2 separate regions of the Gasterosteus aculeatus genome follow, and region 1 is linked to region 2. The links are chromatin contacts, called in public Hi-C maps. All regions are on one chromosome and are shown on one strand. Each heading gives the region's core, a stretch centred on a gene start, on an enhancer-like site or on the middle of the called end of the contact. The rest is flanking DNA. Distances are from core to core; before and after follow the strand shown.

What was found. A called contact is a pair of places that touch in the nucleus more often than the background predicts.
Region 1: a contact with region 2 is called in a Hi-C map of tail fin, with 3 times the contacts expected there. The contact joins the enhancer-like site here to the promoter of gpx3 in region 2. A contact is called at or near these places in 2 of 6 Hi-C or Micro-C datasets (skeletal muscle and tail fin).

The regions. Positions count from the first base shown.
Region 1 is chr4:13,743,179-13,745,878 of fGasAcu3.hap1.1, reverse strand. No RefSeq gene overlaps it. Among protein-coding and RNA genes, the nearest start is that of ctnna1, 15 kb to the left of the region's middle. Within about 2 kb of position 1,413, at least 2 of the 9 cell types and tissues checked have open chromatin away from gene starts, as enhancers often do.
Region 2 is chr4:13,629,219-13,631,918 of fGasAcu3.hap1.1, reverse strand. gpx3 (glutathione peroxidase 3) reads left to right here and starts at 1,429. Exons shown (of 5, transcript XM_040172831.2): 1 at 1,429-2,441. The coding sequence starts at 2,370. It overlaps dctn4 (dynactin 4), which reads right to left and starts at 1,562. Exons shown (of 13, transcript XM_040173855.2): 1 at 1,186-1,562; 2 at 453-523; 3 at 134-312. The coding sequence starts at 1,320.

The DNA.
Region 1 (2,700 bases), core at 164-2,663, 110 kb before region 2:
GGCTGAAGATAAATAGACGCCTGGTCAAATTCTGATCATGCAAAACAACTTGGATGGATGGAAGAATGGCACCCACCAGTTCAGCTGACAGTACAAACAGCAAAGGTTAAAGCTATATTGAGATCCTGTGAACCAAAATAGCTGGGGAGAATTTTCATTAAAAAGCAAGAGAAAGCTAACCGCTTTATATGGACCCTGGCTATAGTCATGGTTGAAATTTCCTCACAAAGCTCTCATCACAATGCTCCACTGACTTTGATAAATTCCATTCCACATAGCTTCAACCCAATGATGCCCTGGCACACTCGCCCGATGCACACACAAACACAGACAAGAGTGTAGTGCGCGCGCGTTCACATAAACGCACAAGAAGAGGGAGAGAAAAAGAAAGCTAGGCATGAATTCAGTGCCCTTAGGAGGCTGAAGAAGAATGAACCCAGCCTTCCTTGCTCACCATTTCATTGCCAGAGAAAACACACTTTCCACACTTTTCTTTTAACTATCAACCTGAGGGACCGATGCGGCGTTGTGCACGGTGCTGTCTTTCCTGTATTGTTGCTTTTTTATATCTGGTATGTATCTGAGAGGAGACATTATTGTGTGGAATCCATTCTTTCTTTGAAACCTTCCTGACGAGCTCGCGTGCCATAACTCACACAGCCACCCATGCTTCACAGCAAAGCCCAGGATCTTCCTGGGAAACAGGGAGAAGAATTCTGAATGCATGGTGAAATATTTTTCCTCTCAGCACTCATCTTTACCTTCAAAAGAAAACACATGCGACTTTTGAAAGTAAAGGAGATTGTTCACATGCACACACATACAAACGATGCTGCTGCAATGCACGATGTTTCTTATACAAAAACAATACAAAAGTAATCCGTCCCCTCCTCTGTTATAAATAAACTCTTTCCCATCAGCTACTAGTGCAAAGACACCGGCCTGCTAAATGAAATCTAGCCTGTTGAGAATAAAGCTATTTTTACCAGCATCGTGAGACTGAGAGTCAATCTGAGCTGGAGCTGCCTATAAAAAGGAGAGGCAATCTTGGTTTTGGATGGGTCTGAACGCTCAATCAGCGATACACTGCACACCAAAGGAAATAAGCCGCCTCAATCCTGACATTGATTTCTTTCTCTTCTCCTCTCAAACATTGTCTTTGTCATCCCAGGCAGTCACATAACTCCATATACACGCATTGAAATTGGTGTCTATTATTTTCTGCCGAGATAAAACGCGCGGTGCTCTCCGTGCGCTTAGCATTCGGTTCATGGTTTGCAGATTGCGATGCAAGCTCAGTATCAGCCTCAATGTGGTTATCAAAAGCTCTAATGACCTGGCACAGTTAGGAGCAACTACAACTTCAAGCCAATGCAATATTACATCAAACCACAAGAGGGGGAGGCACCACCTATTTTATTCCCAATAGCATAACATCAGAGTAGGATGACGGGCTTAATGCAAAATCCACAGCAAGAGTAGCTCTCATGCTGTGAAGTCCTATTTGTGCCAAGATTTGCTGCATGGATCAAACAGGGACTCACAGGACAAATTACATGCAGATTCACCAGAGAACAGGACACAAATCAACACAGGCCAGTCTCAGCCTGTTTTGATAACAGCTATAAAGCCCAGAGGCTGCCAGTGATGTGCTCCACTGACTGCAATCCATAACATAAATATGGAGAAATTTCACACGCTGGTCTACTATCTGCCCAAATCTGTATTTTGCAGCAGTAATTTAGATTTATATCAAAAGCTGAGAAATAAAAGGGACAAAGATGATATGCAATGTTATGTGTTGACCAGTAGGGGGAAATATATGCATATTAAGTGTCTGAGTCATTGCCAAAGAGCTTTTACTGCAGTGCCAGGAGCGTGTGTTCGCAAAGCAACTAAAACACTACCGTGTTGTGTCTGGTAAACATGACTCAGCTGTAGGTTTTTCTTTATTGGATCATTATGTTTTAAGTAGCATGACATTAATCTTAACATTTGACAAAATAATCCATTCTGGTAAGGTCTATAGCCGTCGTCCACATCACATCAACCGCCTCACTAGTATATTGAGTTTGTTCTGTTGCCATGGAAATGGAAATGTTAAAACTTTCCATGATGTAATCAGCTGTAAAAAAGTGAGCATCCCCGGTCTATAATCTCTACCTTTCCGTGTTTATGTGATGGGGGGGGAGGGGGTGTTTGTGTGTTTTTCCATGCTATGTTAATTTGCACAAGGAATAAACCGGCATGTTTTAATGTACAGTTAAACATGCCGTCCGTGTTAGTTCATTAAATATATGAGAAAAATTACTAATGTTGCATAAAACCGCTGCCGGATTGGTTTGTGATCCACGGCACCATGCTGTGATCCTGTTAAATGTGGTGGACTTGATACAAAAGAAGAAATCGTTTTTTCTTGCCTGCTCCTATCTGCTGTGATCAAATTGCTGCATTGTGTCCTTAGTCGCATTTAGGGGTGGATGACTGTCTAATAAAACAGAGACTGACACTTGTCTAGTTTAAACCTTCCCCCTGTGGAGTAAAGAAATCTATTATTGATTCTCCACGTTGAAAGATACGTTCTCAGAGGATTGTGTTTAGGTGGGCTGCAGGTCCATTTACTTGTGACTAGTTGCACTGATGGAGTACTTACTTCTGCCGAGAAAGGCGGCAAAGAGATGTAATCTTGAAACAAATTTT
Region 2 (2,700 bases), core at 180-2,679:
TGTACATGTGCTGAATTAAGGAGTAAGGCTGGACTCAAAGCAGGACTTAGTAAGAAACATCGACCGTTATTTAAAGTTTTGTAAATACTTATGGCCACATTGAGACTTCCATGTTATTTACGTCTGCACCCACCAACGGATTTGTCAGCCATTCCCACATCCCTGGAGGTCCAGCGACAGAAGCCGCAGGCCAAGTAGTAAGCCTTCTTCATGGCCGTCTTGGTGGGATCGTCAGGCAGAGGCGCTGGGATGTTGGTGGCTCGGGTAGACAGCGTGTGCATGCAACACGGGCAGTCAAAACAATTTGCACACCTGCAGAACAGTACAGCACACATAATCAGGAATGGATATTAATTACTTTCATTAGCATCATTTGATGAGGTAGGGAGATCGGAAAATTACAAAGTCAGCAGTGACCTGCTTTACTGACTATATGAGCACCTCGGGCTCACCTGTTCTTTTTCAGCTTAGCCTCCGCTGATGGCATGTTCTCCAGACAGCTTGGACAGTAGTGAGAGTCCACCTGATTACCACCAACAAGACGGGAGTCAGTCAAACGGCGCATACTCATCTTAAACGGAATAGCTTTAATTCAGGAGACAACCTTCGTGTCTTACTGCCTGAGCTGCAATGAAAAGCGATCACGTCAACAATAACAAATCACGGCCTAGTGATCTGAAATCGCAATATGTGAATGTATGTGAAGAGAGAAGAGTATGTGAAAGAGCTAACAGCACTCTGGGTGTGGTGTCCATAACTGTGAGCCACGTTAACATGATGGATTTTGAAACTGAGTGACGTACCCCGGGTGAACTAATGTTGTAATAATAGGATTGTACATGTCGGCCACGTTCTTTATTTTGGGAGCCAGGTAAATACTTAAAACGTATAACTCAAAGTGTAGCAGGCGCTAGCTAGCTAGCTAGCTTGTCCACTCATTTATGCTGCGCTCGAAATGAGGCTAACTCCGGCGGAAGTTAAACTGACGCTCCTAACCAATGAGAGGAGTGGGATTTAGGAAAAACACTTGATTGACAAGCGGCTTAGCCATTCAAAGCGTGAAGTGGTCGGGCTGAGCCCACCTATCTGTCAAAGCTACTAGCAAACCGGCTAACAACAAAGTAGCTGCCGTCTAAATGAAGCTAACAGTTAGCTTGATGACAGTAAGGGAAAACGTTCACGTACCTCGTGAGACACACATTCCAGAGACCGTAGCTCGCTACAATAGCGACAGAAATAAAGTTGAGATAAAGGGGCTCTGATCTTTTTCTCCCCACGAACCAGATAGACAACTCTATCTGGCTGCAGAAGAGACGCCATCTCCGCACAGCTCCGACGAGACGACGGGCTCACTTGCTGCGCCGCCGCTATTGTCGATGTCACCGGTAGTTGTCTGGAACACAATGAGCTCAATGTCGACCTCGTGTGGTCAACACTGCACTTGCCAGCCTAAACCCAGATGTGTACGATAGGTAACGTTACTAACGTTACTTAGGGGACTAATGTTTTTGTTTTTCGTTCTGTATTGGCACATTTGCCGTACGGCAAATGTGTCTCTAAATGACACCAAGGAGAAGATACAATATTTAAACTGCGACAGGTGATGAATTGTTTGAGGAGTCTGTTCAAGTCAAATATCTCAAAATCCATTTCATACCAACTATTTGTGCATTTTCATGTGTTTTAAAAACATATAAAATAATTGTTTTTTGGAATGTACCTCTATTTATCTAATAAGTCAATATCCCTGCTGTGATTTCTTCCTGGAAGTTTACTCCTATATAGCAGGGTAGGTGAACTCGGGATCACGACATAATAACAACATCACATATGGATGTGGCCTTGTGAAAGATAAGTGAACACTGCATGGACTATGACGGGCTCAAGCAGAAGTGGATTGGGCCACTCAGAGGGCACGTGGCCGAGTACCGCCTCACCATGGCAACGGCTGAACCCAGAGAGGAGAAATGGTCCATGGCATCCAAGTATTTCTCCTCCTGTCAGGAACGTGGCGTTAATCGTTGCGTATTTATTTATTCGTCAAAATGTCAACACACTTTTTTTCCTTCCTCAATCTCAGTGAGTGAGACACACACACAGACACATTCAACTATATTCGCTGTATTTTTCTGCAGATTTTTCTTGATTATAGAAAGTGACTTTTAAAGACAGCAGATGAACATAGACGCATTAATCAACGCTCAAACGCTTCCCGTCGTGTACTACGCCGTCACGCCAGCGGAGGGCGTCATCTCAGCCAGCTGTGCGGCTCCCCGCCCCACCTCCTCCCTCAGGAGTCAAACCATCCTGCGGGAGAAGCGGACGGACGCTCACATCGAGTCGCCGCCGTGTCGGGGAAGGACGACGTGATGCGGCCCTTCTTAACGCTGCTGCTGCTCGGCTTGCTGCGACCCTGCGGGGCCGAAACTCCACTCACACAGGTAGGCCACCTGTTGATACACGCGCACACACACACACGCACGCACGCACGGCGTGTATCCAGTTAGACAGACGTGACGCACATAAACTAAAAGCAGAAGACGTCAGCGTTCACACCGGCGCTTTATCAACCTCAAACGAGCTGATAACTGATTGAGATCTATGACGTAACCTGAATTGTAAACTAGTTGTCCCCCGCACGCGCGTTCTGTCGTAAATTGACTTTTATTTTGGAAACAAGTGGTAGGAAATAATGTAATA